Regions from separate parts of the Bactrocera dorsalis genome. Here region 2 is linked to region 1. Evidence: chromatin contacts called from public Hi-C data. All regions are on one chromosome and are shown on one strand. Each heading gives the region's core, a stretch centred on a gene start, on an enhancer-like site or on the middle of the called end of the contact. The rest is flanking DNA. Distances are from core to core; before and after follow the strand shown.

Evidence for each region. Hi-C and Micro-C count contacts between places; a contact is called where the count stands out from the background.
Region 2: a Hi-C map of whole body shows a contact between it and region 1, with 5 times the contacts expected there. The contact joins the enhancer-like site here to the promoter of LOC105231866 in region 1. A contact is called at or near these places in 2 of 2 Hi-C or Micro-C datasets (both in whole body).

What each region holds. Positions count from the first base shown.
Region 1 is chr2:31,673,785-31,677,162 of ASM2337382v1, reverse strand. It overlaps LOC105231866 (CDP-diacylglycerol--glycerol-3-phosphate 3-phosphatidyltransferase, mitochondrial), which reads left to right and starts at 1,739. Exons shown (of 6, transcript XM_029552657.2): 1 at 1,739-1,876; 2 at 1,958-2,034. The coding sequence starts at 2,005. It overlaps LOC105231867, which reads right to left. Exons shown (of 3, transcript XM_011213358.4): 3 at 2,118-3,378. It overlaps LOC105231939 (filamin-A), which reads left to right. Exons shown (of 20, transcript XM_049449644.1): 20 at 16-1,268. The coding sequence ends at 407.
Region 2 is chr2:31,719,563-31,722,940 of ASM2337382v1, reverse strand. It overlaps LOC105231939 (filamin-A), which reads left to right. Exons shown (of 20, transcript XM_049449644.1): 10 at 1-270; 11 at 951-1,755; 12 at 1,826-2,281; 13 at 2,391-2,526. Among protein-coding and RNA genes, the nearest start is that of LOC105231863, 23 kb to the right of the region's middle. Within about 2 kb of position 1,555, the one cell type or tissue checked has open chromatin away from gene starts, as enhancers often do.

The sequences.
Region 1 (3,378 bases), core at 490-2,989:
ACTTGCATTTTTTAGGCGACAAACTGGCCGATGAGGGCGCACAGGAAACATCCACCGTGTCCGTTGAGACGGTACAGAAGCTGGCCAAGGGCGGCAAGAACGTTGGCGTACATATGCCCACCTTCAAATCGGACGCCTCCAAAATCACATCCAAGGGCATGGGCTTGAAGAAGGCTTACATGGGCAAACAGAACAACTTCACGGTGAATGCCACAGATGCCGGCAACAACATGCTCTTCGTGGGCATGTACGGTCCGAAAGGTCCATGCGAGGAATTCAATGTCAAACACACCGGCCGCAACAATTTCAACGTGAACTATATGGTGCGCGATCGCGGTCAATATATACTAATAGTCAAATGGGGCGAAGAACATATTCCCGGCTCCCCATTCCAAATCGATGTCTAGGCTAGATGATCAAAGTGTAAAAGTGCCTTACGAACGGTGCAATTATCATTATTATTATTATGATTTTTTTAATAGAAACATAAAGCAGACGCACAAGTAAAAGTGAAGAACAAAAACAACAACAACATGCAGCGTTAGCGCGCATATATGTATGTATTGTATGTAGCAGTAAAGTCGAAAAGAAATTTATCATTTACCCAACATAAATACATAGCCAAAACACATTATCAGCCGCTGGTAGAAGCGAATGAGTTCGACGAAGTTTGTAGCACAAATTCAAATTTCAAAAAAGAAATCTCATTTCTACAATTTCTGTTTTTTGTTTTGTATTTTCATCGCGCTTTTGTGTTGCCTTTGGAAATTATTTCTATTAAAGCATACATATCTATTTATTAAGTTAACTGGAATCTTCAAAAAGTCTATGTAAATAAAATTCGGACAATTCATTAATTAGACGAATTAAATCATAAAAAATATATATTAAAAAAAATAATAACGAGATATTGCCATTTTTGGATAGCGAATACATTTTGTTGTTCCCAAAAAGAAAATTAAAAATAAAAATAAAGTAAAAAATTTGCTGCTTTGTGAAATTAAACGTAATAATTATAAATGTTACGTAACGTATGTCCTATTTCATTGCTTATTTATAATGAGAGTAATTGTTTTTTAAGATAATGATTTACATAAATGTTCGAGCTGAGTAAATACTTTTTATTATCCATTGAATAATATTATATTATATTATTATTATTATTACTATTATTATGTACGTGTTGTTTTTTATTTTATTTTCAACAAATCATTTGAATTAAAGGAAAATAAACTTGCAAATAATAATAAAAAAATTTAAAAATTTAATTTTGCGTTGATTATTTGTGTACTACACTGTGTGGTATTTCTCCACCTGAAATAATAGGCACTTCCTTAATAAAGAGCGATCCATTTCGAGGTTCCCTACTTTTTTAAAGAAAAAACACAGAAACTTCAAATTTAATGGGGAATGTTTATTATCATTCGAAAGAACATTCTTTGGCATTTATTTTTTGAAGATTATCTCTTTCAAATGTTGGCCGCGGCTACGTCTCAGATGGTCCATCCGTTGAGTCCAATTTTCGATGACTCGGTTTGAGTAAAACAGAGATTCATGCACACATAAGTACATATGTACATGTATGTAAACACAACTTCATAGTTATAGAAAATAATACAATTGTTTCTTGAGTAATTTCACGTACTATTCCAGCATAATATTCCCAGAGTGCATTCTGGTTATTGTGCATTCTCTCTCAAAGAGTGCAATGTTTGCAAAAGTACGCGAACGCTAAATAACAACAAACCGGTAGTCATAAAAACAGCTGATTATTTGTTTACTGCTAAAAAATAGTTGAAATTTGTTTCGTGGCAATTAACTATCCATTAAGGTATTGTGCTTTAAGTGGTAAAACTTAAGCTTAAATGGACTGCAGGTTAGAAAGCCTCATATACTCAGCATAACCATAAATAATCGTTGTCATAAACATAACAATTTTTTTGTTAACCTTCAACAGGTGTAGCTGCAAGCAAGTCGTGGGAAAATTGTCACATTTCTTTAAATATGAAGATGAGACCGCGAAAAGCTTTATGGGTGTGTATTTCGACCACGCTATGAAGAGGTGAGTCGTTATTTTAGAAGATATGCTGAGAGCTAAACTCTTATGTTTTCTATTAAAATATACATATGTAAGTAAGAACTCAATAACAACAGCAGAATGAACAGCGTAATGTTGCTCCCCAATATTGTCTTGAAGTTGTTGTGGCTGTAGGTGCATCGTTTAATTCTGCATCAAATAAAAAAAAAATATTTACCTTTTAGATAAGCAAGAGAGACTACCGCACCCACTTTAAAATAAGATCGTTAAGAAAGGAAGGGCTAAGTTCGTATGTAACCGAACATTTTGTATTCTCGCAATTTGCAAATTTCAAATTCGGAAATATACCTTCATTGTTCAACGAAATCGTGAATTAATTACTATAAAATTCGTAAGCTACTAACTAACATACATACATATATTATAGCTCATAGACTCACTTAGCTTTTTTTGCTATATTTTACTTTCTATCAGCAAAATTACATAAAAATCACCCATAAAAATCCGATTTTATCTATTTTTGGCATTACTGCATACTATTAACAGAGAAAAATATTCTCTGAGTTTCATTAAGATACCATCACCAGTAAAGTCAATCGGATGTTAGAAAATCTTGATATTTGATATATGAGGTGTAAAGGAATGTGGGGGCTAAGGAAAGAATTTACCCGATTTCATTCATTTTTGACGTACAGACATATCATTACTAGTAAAGGATTCTCTTCGAATTCTAATTATATACATTCTGCATTGAACGATATATTCGGTAAAAAGTTAGCATAAGGAGGTAACAAAAAAACTAGTCCTGAGGCGGAAATGTTATAATGGTTTGTAAAATATAAATACTCAAATCCATTAGGTGCCGGGCCATGTCAACTTTTTTAAAAATTTCGTCTTTTCCGTTGCTTCTAGCTACTATGAATCCCCTGCATCAAATTACAGTGTTGTATCTTAATTTTGTGCTTAGTTATAGGACCGTATAAAATTTCACATCTCAATGTTCACTCAAGTATCGCTTGCACGGGCAGACGAACGTACAGACAATCACTCTGAATTCTACTCGTCTTATCTTTCTTTAGCTATCGCGACTAGTTTTAGATGATACAAACATATTTGTCCAAGATAACCCGAAAGTTTGTATCGAATGCACTTTCGATAGTCAAATTGGTTGGTTTTTTGTAGCGTTTGTCGAACTCAATATTCAATATTCTTAATATGTCTTTGTATGAAGAAATAAAACACTTAACACATTTTTTACGAACCATTCAATTCAATACACATAGTTTATTTAAAAGACTAAATTAAGGTTAATATAACATGTGGTAAAATGAATTTATGAA
Region 2 (3,378 bases), core at 306-2,805, 46 kb before region 1:
AACCAGCTGAGTTCATAATAGACACACGTGGCGCTGGTCAAGGTGGACTCGGTGTGACCGTAGAGGGTCCCTGTGAGGCTGCAATCAATTGTCGCGATAATGGCGATGGCACATGCAATGTCGCCTATCTACCGACCGAAGCCGGCGACTATACTGTGAACATCACATTCAACGAACGTCACATCAGCGGTTCACCATTCCAGCCGGTCATCATGCCACTGCCGAATCTACAAAACACGCGCGTGAGTGGTATTGGCATACAACCACATGGTAGGATATTGAAATTTACGCAGGCATCGAATTATTTGCGTTCGATGTAGTTCTGATGCTTCGCCGTTACTGTTGTCAGCCAACCCGCAAGCGCATGCGTGACTCAAACAAGTACGATCAGCATAAAGGCCAACGCAATATTGAACTTTCTTTGATTAAAACAAAAACAGCAAACGCCTACAAAATTAACCAAACGCTTTTGTGTGCCACAACAACTGGTCTTCCAAGCCAAACCAGTCTTACTTAACCCAAGCATTTACTGTGTTCGTTCGTTCGTTATTTGCAAACTAATCACAAATCTAACAGTAATTATGAATAATATATTCGATAGCATGTAAGCCCCGCCTGCGTGAGTTCGTAAGCCACCCAGTCATGGGATCTCGAACGCATGGCGATGCTTTGCCTAAACACTTACGAAGCGTATTCGGCAACAGTTTTATATTTGGGTCGTACTGAGCCTTAGTTCGTTTGCTTACAAAGTAACGTGAAAGTTAACAGTTCGGCAAATCAAAAGGAAAGCCGAATTCGTTAGTTTTCACGCAGCTTCGTGCGTAAACGCTGTTACTTTCACTTTTACACTAATCGCATTTAAATGTTCTCTTCTATCATATGTTTTGTGCGTTATTCGGCTCGCTGGCTTTGTAACAATTAACTAACACAACTCCTCTCTCGCTCCACAGGCGTCATTATGAATGCAGCCACGGATTTCATGGTTGACATGAGCAAAGTTGGCAGCGACATCGACTCAACGAAACTCTCCTGCGCCATCTTCGATCCCAAGGGTAATGTACTGCCTAGCAAGATTGTTTCGGGTCCATCCGATGACATTTTCCGCGTCGCCTATACACCCTTCGAGGCTGGTCGTCACACCATTGAGCTGCTCTACGACAACATTCCCGTGCCTGGTTCGCCGTTTGTGGTGCATGTGAAGAGCGGTTGTGATCCGTCACGTTGCAAAGCTTACGGTCCGGGATTGGAGAAAGGTCTGACGAATCAACAAAACAAATTCACGGTAGAAACACGTGGTGCTGGCAATGGCGGTCTATCGTTGGCCATTGAGGGTCCATCCGAAGCGAAAATGACCTGCACCGACAATCGTGACGGTAGCTGCGATGTCGAGTATTTGGCGACAGATCCCGGCGAATACGATATCACTATACGTTTTGCTGACAAGCATATACCCGGCTCACCGTTCCGCGTATTGGTCGAAGAGACTGTAGACCCCAGCAAGGTGAAAGTATACGGACCCGGCATTGAGCATGGCGAGGTGCGCGAAAGTGTGCCAACCTACTTCAACGTAGACGTCAGCGAGGCCGGACCTGGACGCATAGCCGTCAAATTGACCAACTCTGAGGGCATACCTGTGGATAATCTGCGCGTTGAAGATAAGAGCAATGGCATATACGCGGTGCACTATGTGCCGCCCAAACAGGGTTCAGTGCTGACATGCCAAGTGAAGTTCGCCGACGAAGAGGTGCCTTGCAGGTAAGACATAGTATTATAATGCGAAAGTGTTTTGCGGTCTTCACTGAATATTTTACTTTGCATTTCACAGTCCCTTCGTAATGACCGTCTTCCCCAAATCGGAGGCCACTAAAGTGAAAGTTAAGGGCGTCAATGAGAAGAAGAAAACACCTGCATCACTACCAGCCGAATTCGAGATTGACACCAAAACGGCCGGTCAAGATGACATTAATGTCGCGATCAAGAACCCGAAAGGTAAACAATTAGCGCCACGCATGGAAGAAGTCGGCAGCGGTACATATGTTGTGTCTTTCGTGCCCGACGAATGTGGCACCTATCACGTGAGCATCAAATATGGCGATAAAGATATTGAAGGATCGCCATTCAAACTCGAAGCATTCCCCACGGGTGAGGCGAAGAAGTGCAAGCTGGTCGAAGAGGCGCCGAAAATACAAGCGTCGGGCAGCAAGAGTCACCTAACGGTGGATGCGCGCGACGCGGGCGATGGCGCGGTCACATGCAAGATCACCGATCACAAATCCGGACGGTACGTAGTGAGTTGAGGCGTTGTAATATGGGGATGGGGGTGACTGGCATTGGGGTGCAATTGATTATTAGTATTATTTAACTAATTTTTACTACATTTTCATTCACAGTGAAATCGTTGACATCGATGTCTTGGAGAAGGATGGCTTCTTCGACATTTTCTACGCGCTCAAGGATCCCGGTGATTATGATATCAATGTGAAATTCGGCGGCAAGGACATACCCAATGGTAGCTTCGCCATAAAGGTAGTTTAAAACAATTTTCATGCAAAGTTTTCAAATGTGAGGTTATGCTAAGCCAAAGAAAAGTGTTCAAATGGCAAATCCATGTGAAATACTAGTCAAAGCGTATGCGCAGAAAATCTTAAATTAGCAATTATTTTCGAATTAAGCAAAAAACAAAGTTAACAACAATTAAATAAAAAAAAAAACAACATTTCTATTTTTTAATGTGTCATTGTCTTGTCATAAGTGAAAAGTGTCAACTGTTATGTGTTAAGCGTAAGAACCAATTACCGTTAAAGCACAAATACACGCAAACAATTTAAGTAAATGTTTTAAGCAGTTAATTTACTAAGTTAAGCGCCCACCAAGTGAAAAAATTTGCTTAGAAACTTTCAAAGAAAATCTATGCAACAAGCAATACTTTTTTACACTGAAAAAAAAAACAAATGTAGAACTTTGTAAAACTCATGAATATGACATAAATAAATAAAATAAACAAATTTGGTACTCAAGAGCACCACAAAAACAACAAAAAACGATACTCGTAATTAGTTTCAATGAGCATGTGCAGTAGCGTGAAATAAATTACCAGTGATGCGCGCTTTTTCCACACCAAATTTTTGATTTGTTTACACGCTCTTACGCTTTGTTGCTTCAAATATATTTGCTGCTTGTTAATTTATTTTTGTTTTGTTTTCATAAATTAATTAATTTATTAATGCCTTTTAGTATTAAAAATAAGCTTTTAAGTTGTTTGTGTGTGTTTGTATTATAACATTTTGTTGCTGCGATTGGTTCGTGCGTTTGCGCAAACATACCGACAGACAGACAGACAGACAAGCATACAGACATACAACAACACAAGCAACGACA